Regions from separate parts of the Sus scrofa genome. Here regions 1 and 2 are each linked to region 3. Evidence: chromatin contacts called from public HiChIP or PLAC-seq data. All regions are on one chromosome and are shown on one strand. Each heading gives the region's core, a stretch centred on a gene start, on an enhancer-like site or on the middle of the called end of the contact. The rest is flanking DNA. Distances are from core to core; before and after follow the strand shown.

Region 1 (3,992 bases), core at 429-2,928, 74 kb after region 3:
CTTGCAGAGGCAGGCAATTGGCAGGACTGCGTCTCAGGCAGATCCCAGCCCATCATGTCAAAAGTGGTGGCAAGTTGGCAAGTCCCTTCTCCATTTCCAATCATCCACGACACTGAAGCATGATATCTTGTTTTCATTTACAGTTGTTATCAAAGGGTCCCCGTTGGTGCCAGGTGGGATTGTAATTTTTTTTTTTTTTAGAGCTGTATTCGTGGCATATGGAAGACCCCAGGCTAGGGGTGGAATTGGAGTACAGTTGTGGGCCCACACCACAGCCACAGCCACAGCCACATGAGATCTGAGCCACGTCTGTGACCTACACAGCAGCTCAGGGCAGTGCCAGATCCTTAATGCACTGAGGGAGGCGAAGGATCAAACCTGCATCTTCATGGACACCAGTCATGTTCATTTCCTCTGAGCCACAACAGGAACTCCAAGAAACCCTTCATTTTGTAGTGTTAATTATTAATTTTAAAACATTAAAAAACATCAGGGGCCATTGTGAGGGGTTAGATTGAGCTGGAGGGCATGCGGCAGGTGTTTTGAGTTGGGGAAGGCAAGGCTTGGGGCCAGGGCTGTACCCCTCTCTGGGCAGGTTTGAGTTCTCAGTGGGCCTGGAAGCTCACCAGCCAGGGGCTGAGGTTCTGAATGAGAGACACTGTTATTTCAGACAGGTGAGAACCCTCCCTGAGCCGACTGAGGTTGCTGCCCTGTCTTGAGGCTGGGGGACACTAGCGAAAATATAAAATAATGGTGCCTACGGGATAGTAGCTCACCATCAGACCCCAGCTGTGGATGCAGACAGGCTTTGGGGAGAGTATCCACCAAGTCCACTGACCTCACCTCACAGCTCCTCAGGTGGCCTCCATCCCTTCTGCCTCCCTCTGCGGGGACAACCCTCCCCTTCCCAGAGGCTGGCCTTCCCCATGGATCACTTGTCCCTCCAAGAAAAGCCTCCAGATCCGAGGCTCTATGGCATTCATCCAGCTACCCCGGCCCACCGCCTCCTCAGTCCTCATCCGTTCCGGGAATGCCCCCTCCACGTTCACCCAGGGTTGGCCCTGCGGGAGCTGTGGGCGTCCGGCCCACCTGCTCCAGCCTCACTGGCCCTTCATCTGCAGGGTGAGCCCCTGTCCAGCTCTAGGCCATGTGAGCCAGCGGGACACTTCCACGAGGCCCTGCATGGGGGTCACGGCCTCCCTCCACCATCGTGGGACCTGGGGAGGGTTCTGAGGCCTGGGCGGGCCCAGCGGGTCTGAAACCTACTAGTGCTCCCTCAATCATGGGTGAATGAAGAAGCCGGCCGGGTTTGGGGGGGCCAGCGCGCTCCAGCCTCGGGACCTCGCGGGGCTGGGCGGGGCCGGGGTCCCCAGAGGTGGGTTCGGGTCTTGGGGCGGCGCCAGGGCCCCCAGGGCTGGGGAAGAAGTGCGCACAAACGCAGGAACTCAGGGCCGGGGGCGCGGTCGCACATCAAACGCGGCCATTCCCCGCACGCACACCCCCTCGGGGACCGCGCTGGACCCCGCGTGACCGGAAGTGCCCCCCCGTGGGCACTGGCGGGGCGGAGCCCAGCGGCGGCACTTCCGGTGCCCACGCGCCGCCGCCGCGCAGCTTCGGGGCCGTCACTTTGTGTAGCGCGGGGTGCGCAGGCCCCGGCCGGGCCCGGGTGTCCGGCGGCGGCTCGGCGGCCGGCGCGCGCGGCGAGGGGGTGGCGCGGTGAGTGAGCGGCGGGGCCGGCGGGCGGCGGCGCGGGCGGCAGGTGCGGGCGGGCCCGGCGCGGGCGTGGGGCCGGGGGCGCGCCGCCCCTCGACGCCGGCGCGGGAGGCCGCGGCGAGCCGCGGGGCGGGCGGGGCCGGGGCCGGGGCCGGCGGGGCCGGAGCGGCGGGCTGGCCGGGCCTTAGGCGGCCGCGCCCACGCCCGGCGCGGCCCCTGCACCCCCTCCCCTGCCTGCGTGATGGGGGCGGGCTCCCACCCCGAGGGCCGGGCTAGGCGGGCAGCACGGAGGAGGCGGGCGGGGGAGGACACACACCCGCGACTCTGGGGAGGTGCCCGCGCCTCCGTTTAGGCCGGAGGGGCGGGGGTTGGGCTGGCGGCCGCCCCCGTGGACACACCCATCCAGGAGGGGCTGTCAAGGCCCTGGCCTCTGAGGGAGGCCGATGCCGCTGGAGGGATGGAGGTGGCTTGGCTTGGCACCCTCACGAGCTTGCTTAGTGACCTTGGGGGCCTTGTCTGGGTCCTCCCTCTGCAAATGGAGGTCCCGGTGGGCTGCTCCGTGGAGTCTCCTGCCGCCGGTAGGCGGGTTGAGGAACTTATTCCTCTGGTTGGATGGGGTCCGGGCTGCCCCATGTGGTTGCAGAGGTGGGAGAGGGGCTGGCCTTTGGGGGAGGCCCCAGTGGGCACGGGGAAGCGGAGGTGTGCCGGATCAGGCCTCTTAGCTGTGCTGTGTGGGGAGACCTTGGAACTTGGTTTGATTCAACAGGTGTTGGCAGGTCTGGGGAGCTGGCCAGCATGGTGAGGGGCTGCCCTGGAGCAGCCAGGATCGCCCTGTGGATACACCTGCAGGGGTAGCAAACCCATGAAAGTAGGGGAGCCCCGATCCGTGGGCAAACGGTGAGATCCGGGTAGTCAGGGAAGGAGGGTTCCTTGGAGGAGATGAAACTGTGGAAGGCCTTGGGCACTGGGTGTGGTCAGCGAGGCCCCAGAGGGGAGGAAGGGGCCTAGATACCTGTGCCACCCACACGTTTTTCCTACGTCTCTGTGAAGGTTACCTGGATACCAGACTTTAGCGAAGAGTTTCTGAAAGTATTCAGTGTGCCATTCTGCCCCTGTGGTCCTTCCTTCTCCCCAGGGAAGGCATGTCTTGTCCCCCCCCCCCCCACACACCCTGTTCTAAGTGTCTGCAGCACCATATCTTAGGGTGCAGCCCCACCCCTTTGGGATCTGAGTTGTTCTGCAGAGTTATGTTGCTGGGGGTTGCTTACCTGACTCTGTGGCCTCCTGAGCCGATGCCAGCAAGCGCGTTGCTGGTGGGCTGGCAGGCTAGAAAGAGACGAAAAGAGAGTGTGCGGGTTTGGGGGGCCTGCCCACCTCACACCTGGCCTGGGGAGGCAGAAGGAACCCAGCACCCATGTTACCGAAGCCTTTTCTTCAGAACCATTCTGTTCTGGATGCCGGGTCAGGGTGTCTGGCTGTGCCAGCCTCCGTCCCATCTGCGGAATGACGGCCACCTCCATGGCTGCTGGGTCTTTCCCTCCGCCAGTCACCAGCAGGTGCACCTCTTGGGAGAAGGGACCTCAGGTTGCAGCCTTTTTAGAGGCAGAGACTGTCCAGTGAGTTTCAGTCTGAAGGCTTCTCAGCAGCAGTAAGTTTCTTCCGGGACATGACAGTGGGGCCAAAATACTGAGTTTTGAAAATCTCATGTTTATCACATTGACCACAGACTATAGGTTAATTTCTTCAATAAATATTTGAGTGCTCGCTCTGTGTCGGGCACAGGGGGATTCAAAGATGAGCAAAGGGAACCTGTGACTTCCTGGAGTTGCCTGTGTACTTGGGGAGACACACAACAAGCCTTAGTATGTTAAAATGTGGGCGCTGAGAGGGCAGAGTCCAGGGAACTGTGTGTGTCATAGGAGCCGGGGGCTGCCCACAAAGGGTCAGTGAAGAAGCAGGGAAGGGTGCTGGGGGGCGGGAATGGCGTGTGCAAAGGTTCTGAGGCAGAAAGAGCACAGAGCGGCAAAGCCGTGGGTCCTCGGGTGCGGTGGCCTGGCCTGTGGAGCCTGCTCTGGGAGGAGGCAGGCAGGAGGCGGCTCTGCTGGGCTTGACCTGGCATCTGGGCTTTGCCTGGCATCTGGGCTCAGCCTGAATTGGCAGCCCGAGGCCTGAGTGAGAAAAGCCTCCCTCTGGGCCTGAGGTGGGCGGCAATTGGGACACCTCTGCTGAGCACTTTCGATGCCCCGACTGCTGGGCAGGGTTACGTCCTCCTGCAGGTG
Region 2 (4,064 bases), core at 998-3,497, 98 kb before region 3:
CTTAGCCTCTTTGCTGAAAACTCCATCTTGTCCTGCTTTACTTTATCCCATCTTCCCGCTTGAAAAACAGTCGCAGTGCTGGTAAATGACTTAAGCTGAAGAACAAAGATCTAAAGGCATAAGTTATTCATAGGGTCAGCGGAATGAGGACTTAATGCGTTGGTCTAGGCTCGCTGGACCTGTGCAGACTGGTTTGCACAGTATGATACGTCCTCTTAAGAATAAAAGAGGAGTCTCATGGCCTCAAGCGGTTTGTAAGGGGTCCTTAGCAGGATATGCATTAGCAAGGAGAACCAAGGTGCAAACCTAGGCACACGTCTACAGAAGCACAGTGGCGATTCTCTAGATGCTATGCATAGATAGCTGATGACAAGCTTCCTCAAATGCTAACGATTGTTAAATGCCTAAATGTCAGAATAAAAGCTTAATCAGCAACCGGCTATGTGACTTTTAAAATAACTTAAAAAACCTATATCCTGCACCTACAACCCCCTTCTCACTTGACGTCACCCTAAAGAGCACAATCAAAGCAGTGTGGTTTCTTGAGGCTGTGCTCTTGGTCCCTGAGACCTTGAGTTCCCCTGGTTCCCACTTTTACTTAAGATAAATGTCTCTGTGTCTTGTTTTATGTTAACTTTTTCCTTAAGTTTCACAGCACCCGTTCTTCAGCCCCATCCTGCTCAGCTGGTCTCGGCACAACATGAACTGCTGGAACACAGACCCATCATAACCCCAAGAGAGGCACCTGGTAAACCAACAAAGTATATGCTTGTTCAATTATCAACAAGAGAATTCATACCTCCGTGAATTAATAAGACACTGACAAACACATGGCAATCTGTGGTGTGTGGTGCAAAACAAGAGGATGGGAACCCAGCTATGGAAAGAAGTTCTGCGGTGAATACTGATAAACTTGAAAGGACAAGGACTGTGGACCCATTTAAGTATATTTTGTAACTCAGTGCGAACGATGAAACACAGCACCAGCAATGCAACAGTGACTTTTCACAAGAATAATTTCAGCAGCAGGCACAGCACCATTGGGCAAGGTCACCATATTAAGAAACTGGCCAGAAGGGGAAGTGGATTAGGGTAACTTTTGGGGGGGAGGGGGCCATACCTGCAGCATATGGAAGTTACCAGGCTAGGGGCTGAATCAGCTACAGCCGCTGGCCTACACCACAGCTTGCCCAAGATCAGATCCTTAACCCACTGACTGAGGCCAGGGATCGAACCCGAATCCTCAGGGATACTAGTTGGGTTCTTAACCCACTGAGCCACAGCAGGAACTCATGGGGTAACTTCCTATGCTTTTGTCATTTGGGGGGGATGATGACTGCGTCTAGAAATAATAACAGGAAATGATCTGGAAAGACTTGGCTCTGAAAGCCATGAAACAACTGAGAAGCAGCTCATAACATTTCATGTTTTTATATATTCTTTTCCCCTCCAAAATCTACTTTTTTTTTAATATTAATAGTTAAACATTATTACTCTTTGCTCAGACCTTCTGGGGACAGACTTCGGGCACCTGATTCTACTTCTCACGGATTCCACACTTTGAAAGACTACAATGTAAAATGCTAGGTCTGTATGCCCATCATGGAATTCAGCCACAATCAGCTGCAACTGGCTTAAGAACCGCACGAAGGGTGTTACTGCCAATCTTGCATTTGGCAGATACAAGAGGCTGTGCGGGTCCACGCACCACGCGGGAGTGAAGCAGGCGGCTGCTCCCAGCTCGAGGGCGATCCCAGGTCCGCACGCAGGGGCTGGGGGGTGGGCGTGCGGGGCCCTGCAGCGCGGACAAACCGGTGGCGGGTCCACCCTGGTGACCCCGCGCACGGCCCACCCGCTCTGGGCCTCAGGGTGCCATCTATGAATGGGCAGAGGAATGGCACCCCGCTCCTCGGACAGTGGAGACGACCACCTGCGAGACAGCAGGGCCGGCTCCGGCCCGCAGTCCGGGGACACTGACACTGCCCTCGGCTGCTCGGCCCCCTCCCTCCGGCGCCCCGGCCGCGCACCGCACCCCGTCCTCACCACAGCACTCGCAGGAACAGCTCGAAGACCCCCGGGAAGACCAAGTCGTCGCTGGCGATGGCCCAGCGCCGGCCGAACAGCACCATTCCCGGCATGGCGAGGGTCCCGCCGCCCGGCCCCGCGCCAGCCCGCCGCGCGCCTGCAGCCACCGAGAGCCCCGGGACCTCGCGTCTCCGCCGGCGCCGGACCGGGACTCCGCGCAGGCGCCCGACTCAGCGCACGCGCACTGAGCCCCACGGGGCCGCCGCAGGGACTCTGCGCCTGCGCAGAAGACGCTGGGCCGGAAAATGCTGGAGACCTTCGTCTTCTCACCTGTGAAATCGGTTCAGCTGTTTTCATTTGGAGAGAAGGACTCTTCCTGGCCCGAGGGCGTCGCCAGCCCAGAGGCAGTTAGTGGCAGATTTGCAGCTCACACCCAGGTCTGTGGGGCTGCATGTCTGTGATGCACTTGCTCCGTCTGCCTTCCACCGTCTGGAGTGCGGACTTGGGACCCTTCCCTGGTTCTGGGCCTGAAGCTGAAACCGTGTACCAGACCCTAAGTCCTTGTGTTTTGCAGTAAAAGTCTTTTCCTTTAGCCTCCCAGGCCTCCCCTCAGTCTCGAACACTCAAGAGTTAATGATTAGGGAGTTCCTGTTGTGGCTCCGAGGTAACTAACCTGATTAGCATCCTTGAGGATGCCGGCTGCATCCCTGGCCTCGCTCAGTGGGTTAAGGATCAGGTGTCGCAAGTGAGCTGTGCTATATGGGTCGCGGACCCGGTCAGAGCCTCGTTGCTGTGGCTATGGCAGAGGCGGGCAGTTGCAGCTCCAGTTCGACCCCAAGCCTGGGAACTTCCACATACTGCAGGTGCTGCCCTAAAAAGCAAATAAAAAAATAAAACCACACTCTATGTAAAAAAAAAAAAGTTAATGATTAGTAAAAACATGAGCGTTGTAGCAACATGGAGACACGATGTTACACGCTCTGCCTTGGCTCACTAACTTTATATTGTACCTAGACTCCAGCTTTTCACAAATGATCTCTTCCTTGCTTAATTGCTTTCTTTTACTATAGGTTAATTTCTGCTTCAATTATATTGCCCCTAGTGTTTTATTTTTGCTTTTGAGGGCCGCATCCGCAGCATATGGAGGTTCCCAGGCTAGGGGTCTAATCAGAGCTACAGCTGCCGGCTTGTGGCTTAAGCCACAGCAACACCAGATCTTCGAACTACACCACAGCTCACCGCAACGCAGGATCCTTAACCCACTGAGCGAGGCCAGGGATTGAACCCGAAACCTCATGGTTCCTAGTCGGATTAGTTTCTGCTGTGCCACAACAGGAACTCCGCCCCTCCGCCCCAGCAATTTATTTTGTAATTGAAACACGCCCTAACATCCCTTCCTGTAGGCAATTTTCTTTCCAGAGAAAAGGTCAAGGAACGATAACTCCGAAGACAACCAGAAAGCATCACGGGACTGGCTGACGCTGGACTTCACGACTCTGAAATGATTTGTGGAGGGAGAATAATACAGTCACCTTAATCAATAACCCTATCTTCTGAGATAAACCTATAAAATCTCCTGCTATCCCCTCCCAAGGCAGGGCACAGTTTTGAGGCATTAGCCTGCTGTATCCTCCTTTACCTGGCAAAGCAATAATGCTGTTCTTTCTGCTTCACCCAAAACCCTTGTCTCTGAGATTTCACTGGTGTCGGTGTACAGAGGCTGCATTTTGGCTACAGAGCCACATGCAGCTCAGGGCTGAGGAGTGGAGAGTAGCCCGATCTGCCCACCCCTTCCTCCCAGGCAGGCGTTTCCACAGTGCAGAGGTTCTGACCACTGCTCAGCCTCTTCACTTCCCTCCACCCTTGTCCGAGCCCCCTTCCATGATGTGCCTGGCCCGGCCTCCCCACTGCTCTGCCTCCCACTACCCACTATGGTGCATTGTCCCTGCAACAGCTAGAGTGACCTTGTTGAACCATCAGCCCAGGCCCATCAGCTTAGGGTCTTGCAGGGCTGCACTTTGTGCATAGTCTCCAGCTCT
Region 3 (4,265 bases), core at 600-3,099:
GGACTAAATTTGTCCTGCGGGTGTGTTGTGTTTAACCGGAATGGTGTTTCATAATCTTGAATTAGTTGCCAACGGAAATTAGATTTATGTCATAAAAATCTAGATTTTTCAAATACTCCTAAAACACTGGAATTCAAGTGGACAGTCCTTTGGTCTGTATAAATATCTACTTCCGCTTAGGACAAAACACACCTGTTCCACATTGTCACTTTGCTGGTTTGTTATCTGCAAATCCCCTGTAGGCCCTTGAGTTTGGACCCTGACAGCTGAGTTATGGCTCAGTTAAATACTGAAATGCATATAATGAGATAAACACAATATCATACATCTATATGTAGTGGTGTGGAAAGATCACCAAGATATATTGTTGGGTGCAAAAAATAAAGACGTAGAACCACTATGTATAAAATAATCCTGTTTTGGTAACCAATAAATTATATATTCGTATATTTACACAAGAATGTAAGCTCTGAAGCTCAGAGATTTTTATCTGTTTTATTGCTATGTTCCAGTGCCTAAAAGAGTGCCTGGCATATACCGGTACTAAATACATGTCTTGAATAAGTACATATATAGAAATGTGTAAAAGTGTTGGGAGATACACACTAAATGATTAATTCTGTCAAGGGGCTGAGATTCGGGAGGGGTGATGATCAAGGGAGATTTCTGGTTTTGTTTCATATAGTTTGACTCTTACCAGGATAACATAATATCGTATTGGTTGCATACGTTTTTAAAAATGAAAGAAAAGTGGCCCAGCACAAAATACCCTAGGGGACCAACCAAGATTTAAAGTTAGGCTCAACTGAAACCATCCAGAGAAAAACAAATGGGGATAAAAATAAAGTTCTGCATTTATGAGGGAAGAAAGTTAATCAAAATACTTAACCACCAGCTCAGAATTAACCAGCAGGGTGATGAGTCAGCTGAGACACGACGAAATCCAGCCCCTCTGAATAGGTGATGAGGTTCCATCCATAACCACAGGGTTCCCTGGTGGTATCACATTTTCTGGTTTTTGCTTTTTGTTTTTCAGTTCTGTGTCCACAAGTTCATGCAGGCCTTTTACCTAATGTATCAGAAGGTGCCCGGGTTGGTATGTTTTTAAAAAAGGACTTAAGAAGCTGGGGTAGGCAGCAAAAAAACAGGAAGAGCGGGGCGCTTTAATGCTCGTGTTTGGAGATCAGACATTACTTCTCAAAGGGAGGACTGGCCTGGCTCAGTGACAAGCAGCTGTTCAGAGGCCTTTGAGAATAGGTGGTCTCAGCAGATTCGGAGGCGTTCGGGGCAAATGAACACCCCACAGGGGACTTCTCAATGCTGTGTTTGGAAGCAGCTCTTCTCTAGGTTCAACTATCACTCAACAGCCCTCTCTCTTATTCCCCAGGTTTGGAGTCAAGCGATTGTCATGCTCCCAGGAGCAGTATGTTCACAGCTGTGCCGAGACAGCAGGAGTGAAGACACTGGGACGGTTCGGACAGATCCCAGCGGTGTGACTGGCAGAACGCAAAGCAAGCTGTTCACCACGAAGACAGTGTCCGAGCCCCGCAAGTGTGCCCGCTCTGGGCCGCCGGGGCCCCTGCTCGGCTAGGAGCCGGGCTCTGACTGGGCTCTACCCAGGCCGCTGGGCGGCACCTTCCGCTCCACAACCTCGGCGTTCTGGCCACACAGGCCTAGAAGATTCCCAGCAACAGTTCTGTAAAACTGGACCTCCCAGCGGTCACACCTGACCGCGGTCTGGAGGAGCCCCAGCGGGAAGCGACAGTCACCGTCGAAGGGGCGGGACGAACGCGACAGGCCCCGCCCCACAGCCCTCCGCGGCGTTCCACCGGAAGTCGGGCTAGATCCCCCCTTCCAGCGTCGCGTGTGACGTCACGATTCCGCCGGAAGTCTGGGGACGCGCCCTAGAGGCGCTGGCGGGGTGCAGTTGGCGGTTGGCGGATCCCGGCGGTAAGTCCGCCTCTGCTAGCTTTTAGGTACCCCTGCTGGCTCAGGGGGGTTGGTCTCCCTGTCTGACCCGCCCTTCCCCCTTTTGTGTGGGGCTGCAGCTCCGCCTTCGCCCCGCCCGGCGCCCGGACACCTCCAGTGTTCCCTGTAATCTTGTCTCACCCGTCCCGGGTTCCAGCTCCCCGGGGAAGCACGGGCCAGGCCCACCTGCTGGAATCTTCGGACCAAGAGTATCCTTGGAAATGCCTTTCTGTTGGGTCCCCAGCGGGAACTCCTCAGGCATAGGAATAAACACCAGAGATCCAGAAGCTCCCAATTAGCTTTTCCACTCGAAATCTCATAACTCTGTTCACCTTGCGGGGTCTCAACAGCGCCCCCCCCCCCAACTTTCAGATTCTTTTCCACACTGTATTCAGCCCCTGACTCCTAGCCTGTCACGTTATGTGAATGTCGAATTGATGTCTCTGCAGCCCGATCCAGTCTCCTAGAGGAATCATGTCTCCTGAAGTTTTGGGTGCCACCTGTTGTGCCAGGCGTACGCCGCTGCACAAGAGGAGATGCCATTTGAATTCTCAGTGAATGTTCGAAGGAGGAATGTCCGAACTGCCGGCTGAAAGCTATGCAAACAAAATAAATATATAGGCTGGGGATCCTGAATCACCTCGTGAGAATTGCTGCTCTTTGTTTCCTATCTTATCTCATGAAGAGTTTTTACGTTTAGCTATCTCAGTTGGAAGTCCCTCCCAGAATATTTGCTAAGGCCAAAAGTAACTGTTTCCAGTTTATTAACACAGGTCTGTGTCTTGGCCTTGGTCCCTGTGGGTGATGCCGGGTTGTTGTGGTCACCGTCCTGGAAGGATGTTTTTTGGGACGCCATGCCTTATTCTGGCTGTGGGCCCCTGACTGCCCCTAGTGGATGCTTCTTCCAATAGTATCGTCAGCAAATTCTTTAGGGGTACATTTTGTATCAAGGTCCTTGAGAATATTTATATTTGGGAAAGTAAAAGAATGATTTATTGCTGGAGCAGGGGAGGCAAGTGCATTTTGCATATTATTCCCCTCAAATGTTGGTATTTTCAGGCAGGAGATGCTGCAGAGCAGACCGCAGTGGTTTGATTAGGAAACTTTTGAAGGAGGACCAGCTGGGAAGCCCCATTGACAGTGTGTGGTTTTTTTTTTTTTTTTTTTGCCTTTTCTGGGGCTGCTCCCGCAGCATATGGAGGTCCCCAGGCTATGGGTCCAATCGGAGCCGCAGCCGCAGCCACCGGCCTATGCCAGAGCCACAGCAACGCAGGATCCAAGCCATGTCTGCAACCTACACCACAGCTCACGGCAACGCCGGATCCTTAACCCACTGAGCAAGGCCAGGGATGGAACCCGCGACCTCATGGTTCTTAGATTGGTTAACCACTGAGCCACGACGGGAACTCCCGACAGTGTGTGCTTGAAGGCTTGTGAATTGTTTGGGGAGCCATTTAGGAAATTGATATCTGAGAATATGTGTTGGAATATAGCCCTCAGTAGTAGTCACACTCTCTCTATTCCTTTGTAGCCCAGGATGGACTTTTTGTTTCTCTTCTTGTTCTACCTGGCTTTGTTGGTAATTGGTGTTATTACAATTTGCATCTGCTCGAAAATCCATTGCTTGAAAGGCCTGGTCAGAGGAGGAGCACAGGTAACAGTGATGCTTAGAGACCACGGGACTAGAACACCACCAGTTTCCAAGGCTCACCAGTTTTCTGTCAGAACAACAACAACAAAAGATTTAAACATTTTTTTCATTTTTATTTATTTGTTCGCTTGTTCTTTCACTTATGAGAATTGTGGTATATTTGAAAGTCTTTCTGTTTTTGTTTTGTTACTGTTGAAAGTAATGTTTTGATGATGCCTTGAGAGAAGATAGCATTCTCACGATTGGCTGCTTTTCTGTGGCTTTGATGCCTGTAATTGGGCATGGTTGTGGGCGGTGTCTGCCTGGAGGGGCCCAATGGGTAAAACTGGGGGTAGTATGAGCAGGAAACACAGGGCTGCCCACACTCCTCCAGGGATCAAAGTGAGCAGAATTGGGGTGAGCAGCCTTGGGACGGGATTGGCTTGGGAGGCGTCTGGGCTAATGCCCAGTGGTGTGGAGGTGGACTCCGGAACCTAGGATTGAACCCAAGGCAGGGAAGTTTACATGAACGGTTCGCATTAGCATCACCTTATCCATCCCTTCTGCTCACCTCCCTTTGCTTAAAGATCCCAACTTGGTGCCTTGTTTGGGGTCAGGATGGAAATGAAGGAGTTGGCATCACAGGAAGGCCAGCTGAGGGAAGCCC

What was found. HiChIP or PLAC-seq counts read pairs in DNA pulled down with a chosen protein or histone mark.
Region 1: a contact with region 3 is called in an H3K27ac HiChIP or PLAC-seq map of alveolar macrophages. The contact joins the promoter of ZNF316 here to the promoter of ZDHHC4 in region 3. A contact is called at or near these places in 2 of 47 Hi-C or Micro-C datasets (embryonic fibroblasts and liver) and 1 of 2 datasets of contacts at active chromatin or transcription factors (alveolar macrophages).
Region 2: a contact with region 3 is called in an H3K27ac HiChIP or PLAC-seq map of alveolar macrophages. The contact joins the promoter of DAGLB here to the promoter of ZDHHC4 in region 3. A contact is called at or near these places in 1 of 5 promoter capture datasets (liver), 2 of 47 Hi-C or Micro-C datasets (both in skeletal muscle) and 2 of 2 datasets of contacts at active chromatin or transcription factors (alveolar macrophages and skeletal muscle).

The regions. Positions count from the first base shown.
Region 1 is chr3:4,567,279-4,571,270 of Sscrofa11.1, reverse strand. ZNF316 (zinc finger protein 316) reads left to right here and starts at 1,678. Exons shown (of 8, transcript XM_021086071.1): 1 at 1,678-1,716; 2 at 2,480-2,610.
Region 2 is chr3:4,740,065-4,744,128 of Sscrofa11.1, reverse strand. It overlaps DAGLB (sn1-specific diacylglycerol lipase beta), which reads right to left and starts at 2,247. Exons shown (of 16, transcript XM_021086077.1): 1 at 2,044-2,247. The coding sequence starts at 2,138.
Region 3 is chr3:4,641,326-4,645,590 of Sscrofa11.1, reverse strand. ZDHHC4 (a long non-coding RNA gene) reads left to right here and starts at 1,849. Exons shown (of 8, transcript XR_002342216.1): 1 at 1,849-1,950; 2 at 2,418-2,611; 3 at 3,500-3,622. LOC110259843 (a long non-coding RNA gene) reads right to left here and starts at 1,754. Exons shown (of 4, transcript XR_002342218.1): 1 at 890-1,754.